Regions from separate parts of the Mus musculus genome. Here region 1 is linked to region 2. Evidence: chromatin contacts called from public Hi-C data. All regions are on one chromosome and are shown on one strand. Each heading gives the region's core, a stretch centred on a gene start, on an enhancer-like site or on the middle of the called end of the contact. The rest is flanking DNA. Distances are from core to core; before and after follow the strand shown. Region 1 has its middle 67 kb from the start of 1810049I09Rik. Region 2 overlaps Fam189a1 (family with sequence similarity 189, member A1).

Evidence for each region. A called contact is a pair of places that touch in the nucleus more often than the background predicts.
Region 1: a contact with region 2 is called in a Hi-C map of muscle stem cells, with 2.4 times the contacts expected there. The contact joins two enhancer-like sites. A contact is called at or near these places in 2 of 484 Hi-C or Micro-C datasets (lens fibers and muscle stem cells) and 1 of 115 datasets of contacts at active chromatin or transcription factors (stem cell-derived neural progenitor cells).

The regions. Positions count from the first base shown.
Region 1 is chr7:65,277,627-65,283,748 of GRCm38.p6, forward strand. No RefSeq gene overlaps it. Among named protein-coding and RNA genes, the nearest start is that of 1810049I09Rik, 67 kb to the left of the region's middle. Within about 2 kb of position 4,050, at least 12 of the 459 cell types and tissues checked have an H3K27ac peak or open chromatin away from gene starts, as enhancers often do. A contact at or near this core is called in muscle stem cells, where this site is marked.
Region 2 is chr7:64,851,836-64,858,114 of GRCm38.p6, forward strand. It overlaps Fam189a1 (family with sequence similarity 189, member A1), which reads right to left. Exons shown (of 10, transcript NM_183087.4): 3 at 4,274-4,384. Among named protein-coding and RNA genes, the nearest start is that of Nsmce3, 18 kb to the right of the region's middle. Within about 2 kb of position 4,361, at least 34 of the 459 cell types and tissues checked have an H3K27ac peak or open chromatin away from gene starts, as enhancers often do. A contact at or near this core is called in muscle stem cells, where this site is marked.

The DNA.
Region 1 (6,122 bases), core at 2,800-5,299, 430 kb after region 2:
GCATCATGGTGACCACCTGACCCACCCTGCTCTGCAAGGCCAAGCACTGTAACTCACAGACCTTGGTCTTCTAATCAAGCTAGCCAAGAGCTCCAAATACAGTGATGGCCCAAGATAGTTCATTACTGAATCCAGTCACTTGCTTCTCTCCTCAGAAAGCCTCATGGAGAGTGGCAGAAGGAAGGATAGAAGGTGAGGAGAAGACAGAGGAGGGAGGGGGAGAGAAGGGCGTGAACAGATGAAGACTCGGAGCTCTGAGACCCTGGCAGTTCAGTGTGCCTCTGTCCCCACAGCACCCTGCTCCCCTGCCCCCAAAGAATTGGGTGGCAATCTTCACGGTACAGTTAGTAGGAATAAGGAAAGACATGTCCTTCATAGAATGTCATGACCATCACTCCTCTCACGAAACAAGGACAATAAAAGGAAAACAAGGTTAACTTGGTTGGTCTTTTGTAACATGGAATTGAGGTGGGAAAGACCCAGGATGGACTAACTGCTCATTTTTATGCTAAGGTTGGGGGCAGCCTGGGCGACCATGTAGATGCAAGGTTGGAAACAAGCCACTTACAGGTTGTGATCTAATATAACAGAGAGAGGGGGGACCCAGAAAGACCTGTGTGGCAGTTACTTTACTGTCACTGTGCTAAAGTGCTATATCCAATGCAATTTATAGAGGAAATAGTTTCTTTAGGCTTACCATCCCAGTGGGTAAGAGTCCATCACCATCATGGCTGGGAGGCACAGCAGGAGGCAGAAGCAGGGACAGGAGCTCTCAGTTCCCATCTTGAAGGCAGAGCAAGCAAACTGGAAGTAGGGAGATACCTTAAGTTTTCAAAGCCAGTCCCCAGTGACAGACTTCCTCCATCAAGGCTGTGCCTCCTAACCCCAGCAACCAAGTGTTCAAAGGCTTAAGGCTATACAGGGCATTCCTCATCCAAACCAGCACAGCATGTCTTGACTCTTCTGAGTTGCGTTTTTACAAATCACGGCGGCCATGTTACTTGACAGGAACAGCCTGAAGGAAAGCGGTTTACTTCACTCACAGTGTTAAGAGTTCTGTCGGTGGCTGCTTGGCCCCATGTGCCTGGGTGGAGCTCATGGGGCACAAGTGGAGGGCACTGTTTCCCTCATGGTGAGCATAAAGGAAAGGGAGAGAAGGGGAGAGTAGATACCCAGGAATCACCTACCTCAAACTTTTAATGTTTCCAGCCATCTTAAAATAGTACTACCATCTGAGGCTCAAATGGTCAACACATGAGGGGATTTCACATAGTCTGTAATAGTGACCTCTCTCAGGGTCATTCCTCTCTAAGAATGGGCAGGATCCTTCTGGAATGGGGCTAGAGGCGGGTCTTATGACCATCAATCAAATAGCATAACCCAGGGGGATTGCTTTCTGACAATTCTCACAAAGAAAGGTGTGATAACAGCAGGAGTTTGCCTTGAGGTATGGGCTTGAACTCAGGAACTAGCATGCTCTTGGCTTCGGCATGAGCTACCCTCCCAGCTCCAGGGGGCCATGCTCGGGCTTTGTAGTTGGCTCCTTGGAAAGGGGTTGCCTCAGGAAAGAGACATTCTAGTTTCTAGCTCATCTCAAAAGACAATGCCCATCAGGAGACAGAACGTGAGCCTTTGAAGTCTTCATTTGGAGACACCATCTTCCTAGCCCCAGTAATACCAGGCTTCTGGAAGAAGGCGCCAGAGCTGTCAAGCAGGGAAGCAGGGTTTGGCTTTTCTCCTCTTCCTGCTAGTGGCCGCTTGCAGACGGGGAGCAGCTGCCATCTGTACAGAATCCATCATCCTGCCGCCCTGGGGAAGATGGAGGATTTTAGCGTAGGATGTAGCGCAGCGGTGCGATTCAAACTGCAGGAAGGTGACAAGAATGATGATGTCGTTGAAAGGCTCATCTAGGAAACTGATGAGATGGCGTGGTGCTGAAGCCTCACCCCCAGAGATGATGCTGCAGTTTTACAGTGGCAAGGTCTGCCCGGGCCCGCTCTCCCCTCCCGGATACCTGACTTGGGTAGCTTGCTCTGAGGCTGCCTTTTAAAAAATAGACTGAGTGATGTGAGCAGAAAGAGAATCTCCCGGCAAGTAAGCCACCCTTGGAGAATGAGCCACGTGGACAGAATTCTCAGCTCTCCTCAGGCCCTTCATGTCTTCTCAAAATCGCTTGTCTTAAAAGGGCTGCCAACCAAAGAGCAAGCATGGGCTGGACCTAGGCCCATATGTACATATGTAGCACATGAGCAACTTGGTCCCCAACAACAGGAAAGGGGGCTCTCCCTGAACCTATTGCCTGCCTGCCTGTGGATCCCATTGCCCTAAATGGTCTAGCCTCAGTGCCTAGTCTTGCAGTAGACCTGATGTTCTGAGGATGGGGGCTGGGGCAGGGGGTGATACTAGAAGGAGGCTCCCCTTCTCAAAGGAAAAGGAAAGAGAGGAATAGGGAGAGGTTCTGCATGAGGGGGTACTGGGAGGAGACAGGGAGCTGATATTAGGATGTAAAATGAATAGATAAAATATTAATTTTTTCTTTTTTTAAATTTTTATTGACTTTTTTATTAGACATTTTCTTTATTTACATTTCAAATTTATCCCCTTTCCTGGTTTCCCCTCTGAAAACCCCCTATCCCATCCCCCCTTACCTTGCTCAACAACCCACCCACTCCTGCTTCCTGGTCCTAGCATTCCCTTATACTGGGGCATCAAGCCTTCACAGGACCAAGGGCCTCTCCTCCCATTGATGTCCGACAAGGCCATCCTCTGCCACATATGCAGCTGTAGCCATGGCTGCAACTCTTTGGTTGGTGGTTTAGTCCCTGGGAGCTCTGGGGGTACTGGTTGGTTCATATTGTTGTTCCTCCTATGGGGCTGAAAACCCTTTCAGCTCCTTGGGTCCTTTCTCTAGCTCCTCTATTGGGGACAGCTCAGTTAATTAATTTTTTTAAAGGCTGCCAATCACACTCTGGGTCATTCCAAAATTGGCCCACTTGGGCCTGAAGCCCGGTATTTAATCTCAGGTTCATAATGAGGAGGGAAAGAACCTTGGAGCCTCCCTAACAAAGGCACACAGGAGATGCCGCTACCGAGTGACCATTAGACAATGGCCCGAAATCCAGAGTTTTGACTCTAAGAACCTACATATCATTGTTTGCACACAAAAGTCAAAAACAGGTTTTAATTTTTTTTAAATAGGTTTCAATTTTTTTTTTTAATTCAGAGGCTGGAAAACGGTAGGATGCCTGTGGTCTCGGGGGGAGGTGGGGCTTAATCAAAGTGTAGCAAATTAGGGAGTCATGTCTTGGAGCCTCTGTGCTCATGGACACAGGGCCTGGCTTCCCTCTGGGGTTGTTAGTCACTTTCATGGTGACTGTGACAGACTTGGAACATGGCTCGCACTCTTGGCCATTCAGATTCTCTGGCACCCATAGCACAGGGCTTTGAGCTTCCTAGAGGGGCAACAGCTGCAGGCATCTGTACTAGCTGGCAGTCTGTCCAGGCAGGCTGGTGGGTGTGACTCACAGTAGGCTGAACCTTCATTGGCACATCCTTGCCAGTTTCCCCAGTTAGCCAAGGGTTACCAGGGCTCGGGGCAGCCACACTGATTGCTTCTTCTGCAACTCTCTGCCCCAGCCACTACTGGATGGGATGACATGGTGTAAACGTATCAGACTAATGTGCTTCTTGCTCATTGCCGTCTCCCTCCCAGGTATGGGTGGGGAGAGGGGTGGGGGTTGCTGAGGAGGGAGCATCAGGGGCCTGTGGGAGGCCTGGGCCCTGTCAGAGGCATGCTCATCAACACAGCATTGGCTGCTGGGTAGTTGACAGAATATCATAAACAAACCAAGAGCAGGCAATCCCCACAACCACCTGACACAATCACCCACAGCTTGAGCAAAACTGTGGCAAGCCTGAGATTATGATTTGGCTATACAAACATCAGCGCTACAGACTAGCCAGAAACTCAACCAGAGGGATAGGGAATGGGAGCCCTAGGCCTTGGTACACTTAGGACGTTCCCTACATCCCCTTTGTCTAGAAACACAGATGGCCAGGGTAAGGCAGCGCACTCAGGAAGGCAGGCTGCTTCTCTGGTTGAGTGTGAGGAGTTGTGCCTGCACTGGGGTGGGGGGTGGGGGGCGTGTCCTCTAGACCACACACAAGTCCAGGCAGAGCAGTGGGAGCCCAGGGGGCTGTAAGACCTTTTTAGTGTATGGCTCCATCGTTGGCTGAGCATATCGCTGATCCTGAGGCACCCAATGGACAAAACAGACAAGGCCAGACCTCCGTGGCAAGCACCAAGATTCAGAGACTGTAGGGTTTGTTCGGTAGCATCAAGTGAATAAATTTAGCAACAATCCCCACATACTGTGTATGTAAGAGAAAGAGGGGGTGGAGGAGAGAATTCGGAGTTGCTACAATATTATATCTTAAGTGTTCCGTTTTCAAAAATTGGAGATATACAAGTAAAATGGGACCCCCACTTTGCAGGCTGGGGTAGCAGCCAGCAGATGGTGGGCTCTGATGCTGCCTTTTAGACAAAGACTTCAAAGCAGCCATTGTAAGTATGTTCAAAGACCTAAGGGAAATCATGGCTAGGGAGCTAAAGAAAGGTTATAACAACAATAGCACAGAATCCAGCCTAGCAACAAATAGAAATGGTGTGTGTGTGTGTGTGTGTGTGTGTGTGTGTGTGTGTTTACTAGAAGGTTCAACAGCACGGACTTGGCATAAAAACTAAAAAATAGATGAATAAAAACCATCCAGTCCAAGCCACATGCACTACTGGTACTCAGGAGACTAAAGAGGGAGGATCTAGGACCATGGGTTCAACTCTAGCCTAGTCTGCACAGCAGGATATCTGTCTAAAAATAAAAGGAAGAAAGATTGTATTATGGCAGATTCAGGTGAGAGAAGAAAGGAGGAAAGAGATGAAACTGAATAAAAATAGAATCAAGAAAGAGAGAACCCCCACACACACACTGAGAGAGAGAGAGAGAGAGAGAGAGAGAGAGAGAGAGAGAGAGAGAGGCACTAATTTACACATCAGCGAAGCACAACGAACTCTAAGTAGAATAAACATGAGATCCATACCTAGACGCAAGCATAGTCAAACATCTGCGAGACCAAGACAAATCTCTATACAGCAGCAAACCTCGGCAAAAGCAAGCAAAGAACCATTGGCTTTGCTGCTGCAGCAGCAGCGGAGGAGGGGCCCGGAAGCTGAGAGATGAGAGGTGCTGAAGGAAAGCCTAGTGGAGCCTTCTCTGTGGAGGCGAAGCAGAGAAACATTCGGGAGCAAAGCGGAAGAAGGTTCACCTCAAGTAAATCCTTCCAAACTACCCTAAAGGGAGTCCTTTGGCCAACACCAAGCGACACGAGAGGTGACTGAAATCCACGTGAGGGGCGGGGGAGGTGCCTCCACAGGCGATGCTGCCACATGCTGACAACCAGAGTTTGGCTCCTCAGAACTCAAGCGAAAACTGGACAGAGCGGTACAAGCGTCTGTGGCCGCAGCTCACCCATGGGCGATGAAAGGCAGAGACAGGGAGATCTCCAAAAGCTCGAAGACCCACTGGTCTCCCAGGACTAGCACCGAAAACTGACAGCTGACCTCCTCACATGAGCTCGGTAATGAACACACAGAAATATCATACCTATGTACACACACGTGCACGCAAATACACACACAGAGTACAGCTTCTCTATCTCATGCATTTAGTGAGAATCCAAGGTTGACTGGAGTGAGCATTCATACTGATTAATACACACACACACACACACACACACACACACATATGTATATACATGTGTTTGTGTGTGTGTATTAAAAAAATGTTAAAAGTAAACAAGTTTATTTATGTATTTGAGGTAGGGTTTTGCTCTCTAGCCCAACCTGCTCTAACAACTACTCCTCAGCCTCCTGAGTGCTTGGTTTACAGTCATGTGCCATCATGCCTGGCAAAATGAGGGGATTAAAAAAATTACACTAGGAAATATTTATTTTACATAAAAAAGGATAAATGACAGATTAGGAACAGCAGCAAAAGACCTAAAACTAATAAATGGAGAGATAGTTGACAGAAGTCAGACCACATTGTTGGCCTGTCTGGGTGTGA
Region 2 (6,279 bases), core at 3,111-5,610:
CCAATTATAAAACTTGAGAAGATAATTTGCTGGACATGAGATGTACCTTTAACCTCAGCTCTTGTAGGGTGGCACCAGGTGGGTCTCTGTGGTTTTGAGGCAAGCCTGGACTACTTAATGAGTTTCAGTCAAGTCAGGGCGACAAAATGACATCCTATCTCAAAAAACAAGAAGATAAAAAAGAAAGTAATGAATGGCCAGAAACAAAATTGGGACAGAATCAGAAGCCCAGAAGTAGATAAATGGGTCTCCCTGCCCATGTGTATCTGAGTTCATGCATCCAAGGGCACTGGGAGGGTAGACACTAGCTGCATGTTGGTTGATCATCCATTATACACTTCTTGTTTCCACCACTTTTCCTTATTGTTGTAACAAAATACATGACAAGAAACAACTTAAAAGAGGAAGGCTTAGTTTGGCCCACAGTTTGAGGTTACAATACCTTGGGGGGGGGGGGGAAGCATGGTGGCAGAAGCCAGAGACTGCTGATAACTTAGCAACCAGAAAGCAGAGACAGGTGAACTCTAATGCTCAGCTCAGTCTCTTCTTAATGCAGTCTGGATCCCCAGACCATAGGATGGCTCCACTCACATTAAAGGAGTGGTTCTCTCTTCTCAACCAGAAACTCCACTCATGGCTATGTTCTAAATTTGTCTCAAAGGAGATTCTAAACCTTGTAAAGGTGACAATATTGATCACCACAGCTTCTGATTTTGAGTTGGTGAGTTACCTCTTGAATGCTACTGAATTCAGTTAGCTCTAAAAAAATGAGAAATAATATTTATGACAATTACAAAGCAAATCACAAAGGAGCATGTAGAGCACACATGACTCTACATTGTATACAGACTCGGCTGTACATATGTATACGTGGTATGCACAGAGAAGGCTGGGAAGATACTGTACACTGATTGGGGATGGACTTAGTTCTTTCTATCTTACAGTAGAAAAAAGATTCTGTTTTCATATTTTTGTAGAATTCTATCTCATTTAATACTCTATGAAGAACAGAGGGGGCAGGTAGTCATCACATACAATATGAAAGAGAAGGAAGGACAGCAATATCAACCAACCAGACCCTCCCCATTCCAGAGCTCCCAGGGACTAAATCACCAACCAAAGAGTACACATGGAGGGATCCATGGCTCCAGCAGCATATGTGGCAGAGGATGGCCTAGTCAGTCATCAATGGGAGGAGAGGCCCTTGGCCCTGTGAAGGCTCAGTGCACCAGTGTATGGGAATGCCAGAGTGGTGAGGCGGGAGTGGGTGGTGGTGGGAGGAGCACCCTCATAGAAGCAGGGGGTGGAGGGATGGTATGGGGGTTCTGTAGGGGAAACCAGGAAAAGGGATAAATGTAAATAAAGAGAATATCCATTTAAAAAAAAGTAAAGGGAAGGAAAGTTGGGGAGAGAAGAGCATTGTGTAAAGTCAGATCCCATTAGCAGAAGGCCTTGGCTCCAAAACCAGAGCTCTCCATGTCACATCCATGACCCCTCAGCCTATGAGGACTGGCTTATATGTGCCTGAGCAGAGAGACACCGTGTCCCTCTAAGTGAGATAGATGGTGATGCATCCACAGCACCAGCTAGCCAGAGACCTGAGGGAGAGGACGCCAGTGCAGCCCTCTGTGTGCATATGATTGCTCTTCTCCTTCACTCATCAGAGGGAGAAGGCACAAGGAAACTGGAGCTGGCTTTCCTGTTCTTTCTTACAGCTCGGGATGTTCAGAAAGAAACAGGGTGGGTCTGAGATTGACAAGGTGGCTTGGAGGGACCCGACACTGTGTGAGCTTTCTCTTCTATCTGGCTGTCAGGCACTACCACTTCACCTAGGTTTCCCATAGTGCTTTGCATAGGAAAATAAGAATGCCAAATGAAATCTCCTGCCCCCTTCCCTGTAGACAGCTAGATTATCTTATGTCCACTGCATGAAGTACTTAGGATCAAAGAGAATGCCGAGTTATGGAGACAAGATGGCCAGTCTCCAATGCTGATAAAGATGGCATCCAGGTTACATGGGTTCTTAGTAACTGTGAGGACACAGCACCTTGGGAGGATGGTGCTGTGATCGTCACAGTGAAAGAAGCCTAGTCTGTGATCTCTAGAAGAGTTAAGACTAAGACCCAACAGATAGGTTTTGTAACTCAGAAGCTTCCTTAGTGCTGAGGAAAACTGTGCCAGTTTTCTGCCTTGAGCCTAAGCAACATGGACAAGAGGAAAGACAGCACAGCCCTGTCTGAGAAATATATTCTTCCCTCCCGACTCCCAGAGTGATCCCTGATGGGCACAGCAAACAGCCCAGCAGCTGGGGAGTAACATGTCTCCAAAGGGGAGCCCAGCACTGTCTTCAAGATGAAGCAATGCCATTGCCCCTGCCCCTGCTCCTACCCCTGGGAGCCATGGCCCTTCTAGGAGTCTAACTCCACCCACACATGATGCTCCTAGATACACTTTAATTGCTGTTCTAGAGAAGATGTTGTAGAATTATGAGCTGACTTACCTTGAGGTGATAATTCTGTTCAGCAAATCACTTACTGATCCTCTTTAAGGTGCACCACACTGCATCCAATTTTCCTAGCGCATACATCTTTTGAGTGCCTACAAACAGGCACAGGCATACCCATGTACATGCACAAAGGTGTGAGTGCACAACCCCCCCTCCCCCCCTCCCCACACACTGTGTTGGCCATTTTATGTCAATGTGACATAGCTATAGTCATCTGAGGAAGAAACCTCAATTGAGAAAATGCTTCCCACCTGGGGATCCATCCCATAGTCAGCCACCAAACCCAGACACTATTGCATATGCCAGCAAGATTTTGCTGGAGGGACCCTGGTATAGCTGTCTCATATGAGGCTATGCCAGTGTCTGGCAAATACAGAAGTGGATGCTCACAGTCATCTATAAGATGGAACACAGGGCCCCCAATGGAGAAGCTAGAGAAAGTACCCAAGGAGCTGAAGGGGTCTGCAACCCTATAGGTGGAACAACAATATGAACTAACCAGTACCCCGAGAGCTCGTGTCTCTAGCTGCATATGTAGCAGAAGATGGCCTAGTTGGCCATCACTGGGAAGAGAGGCCCCTTAGTAGTGCAAACTTTATATGCCCCAGTACAGGGGAATGCCAGGTCCAAGAAGTGGGAGTGGGTGGGTAGGGAAGCAGGGTGGGGAGAGAGTATAGGGAACTTTCGGGATGGCATTTGAAATGTATATAAAGAAAATATAAGAGAGAGAGAGAGAGAGAGAGAGAGAGAGAGAGAGAGAGAGAGAGAGAGAGAATGCTTCCATAAGATTGGGCTGTATGTAGTCAAACCTGTAGGGCACTTTCTTAATTAGTGATTGATGTGGGAGTGCCCAGCCCATTGTGGGTGGGGTCATTCCTGAGCTGATGGGCCTGGGTGTCATAAGAAAGCAGGCTAAGCAAGCTATGAGGAGCAAGCCAGTAAGCAGAAACCCTCCATAGCCTCTGCATGAGTTCCTGCTTCCAGGTTCCTGCCTGGTTTGAATTCCTGATTTGGCTTCCTTCAGTGCATTGAGATTCGGGATATGTAAGCCAAATAGTCTTTTCCCCCCAGGCTGCTTTGGCAATGTTTCATCATAGCAACACTAACCTTAATTGTGAAGCATACATTCTCTCTCTCTCACACACACACACACACACACTCATACACACACAGGTGCATGCACACACACATATAGGCACACACATACATACTCATACTCACCACACACACATACACACACAGGCACACACATTCATGCTCACACACACATAGGTACATGCGCATGCACGAGCACACACACGCACATGCACACACTCGGACAGGGGTGGGGAGTTGAAACTAATTGCAGTCAGTGCTTGTCTGCAATCCCAGGACTTGGGAGGCAGATGTGGGAACACTGTCAAAAGTCTGAGACTATCCAGCTCTACATAATGAGTTCCAGGCCAGCCATGGTTACTTAGGTGAGATCATGCCTCAACGGGGGGGGGGGGGGGGGGGCGGGGGGGGCGGGGGGGGGCGGGGGGGGCGGGGGGGGGGAAACAAAAGGAATAATTTACATGCGTAAGTTCTAATCAGGGGAATTTATAGACATGAGACAGGAACCAGTGTGACTGAAATTCCCTAAGCTACTAAAAGCTAATGAACGGATAGGAGTTTCCCTGAGACGTGAAGAACATGGTACAATTTGCCCTTAAACGTCTCCCCGCACCATCCCAGCCTCTGACCTTTCCAGAAGGTTTTCACAGGAAGAAAACCTTCACTACTCACCAACTGGCAGCCTTCGAGGGAGCTGACGAGCTGGGCGTTCTGGCAGGAGAGGATGGAGCCGGCCAGGTTGAGCATCACGCACACTGCCGAGAGCAGCATGAAGAAGGTAATCTGGAAGCCAACCAAACACAAATTGATTACCCACTCGGCGAGCCGAGGAGAGAAAACGGCTTGGCTTTACAGACGTTTTAGCTTAATGAAGTAATTACACCAACAATATTTATGTTTTAGAGGGAAATGTGATTGTTTCTCAAGATGTCACCTTCCTATTACCCTGAATAGCAAAAGTGAAAGCACTGAGAAACCACGGCAAGTTACCACGACTTTCTTTGGAACCTACAATTTTAATTTTAGAAGCTAAACCTGAAAATACTATACATTCCAGGCACTCAGTGGGAACACGCCAGAACTTATTAAACAAAACCGAGGGAGAGGGCTGTATTGATTAGAAGGATGTTAAATTGATTTTGTTTCGTTTTTAGTGTGGAAAATTTTGCACATGTGCAGAAGAGAAAATGCAAAGAGGCCCTGGGCACTCGTCAGCTAGCCTCAGGAATCAGCCAACTCTGCGCCAGCTGTCCCTCAGTGCCTCGCCCATGGGGAATATTCCGCCATAAATGGAATCCGTATAATCGCATCCCTAAATGATTCAGTGTGTATTTCTAGAGAATTGTGAGCCATTCCTGAAAATATTACTGCGTTACTGTTGTCACGGATGTTAAAAGTAACCACTTGTTAGTATCCAGTTCTAGAACTGCTTATCCTGCTCTGAGTCAGCTCACACAGGATACAGTGTAACCGTTAGGACTCTTCCCTCCTCCTCCCTCCCTTGCTCCTCCCTCCTCTCTTCTCTCCACACAGGGTTTCACTACTTACCCCAGTCCAGCCTCGAACTCACAATTCTCTACCACCTGCCTCCTAAATCTTATATCTATGGGTTTTCACCTTCCTGTTTTTTTTCCTTAAAATTTACTGAAGAAGCCAATTCATCAGCCCCATAGAGTGGATAACCAGGCTGAGTCATAATATACCCTTTTTGCAATCAAGAGTGATCTAAGGCTAATATGATCAAAAGCAGGCAGCATGTCAGGAAAACTTGATAAAGACTTTGAAAGAGGTGAAAAATACTGACTGCCAATGGTTCCTAGTACACCCTTCTGGGCTCCTTTGCCCTTCATAGTCATTATGCCATTTCAAACCATTCTGAGCTACAGAAAATGGACATCAGTTGGAATGACTCCTGGAAAAATGCAAATGTAAAGACATTTTGTCTGGTGGAATGGAACTAATTGTCACCCATGGCTACCAGCAACTTTTACATCTACTTCTAAGTGTATTTTAGGGTCACAGGATTCAGGACAGCCCTTGCAGACAGTGTTTGAATTTCTAATACAAATGCCTAGAAAATGTATTGGTTCCTTCTTGAGATCGTAAGTTTTATCATCTTTAACCTATGTTTAGCATGATGTTTAAAGCTGCTTCCTGAGCAATAACTAGTAACTAGTAACTTCACTGTGTGTTTGTGCGTGTGTGTGTGTGTGTGTGTGTGTGTATGTGCACGTGTACTGCGTCATTAGGATCCATGGACTTCAGTTCAGTGAACATGTTTCAATCACGTGACTCACTACACACTCAAGTTGACCCCTGGGCTCTTAGGGTTTATGGGCTTCAACTTCTTGCTTGCTCCACGGTTCTTCGGGGCCACCAGGGCTCACCTTACACACTTCCTGCCTCAGACCTGGAATAGTGTAGGCACCTTTCAATGAGAACAAGATTTAGATGCCACAATGCTTGTGTGCAAGTTGCTCTTCGCTCTTTCGATGGTCATTATTTCCAACTTTTCAGTTGCCAGGCATGCCTTGAGTTTATACTGACATTTCTGAATCTAATAGGAAGCTTTTAACCTAACCTATCTATCCTAGGTCTGCATCTCCTTTCAACCATGCCAGAACCCTTTGTCTTCAATATAATTGTGGTTAATTTCACAGCTCCATAAGCAGCCTCGA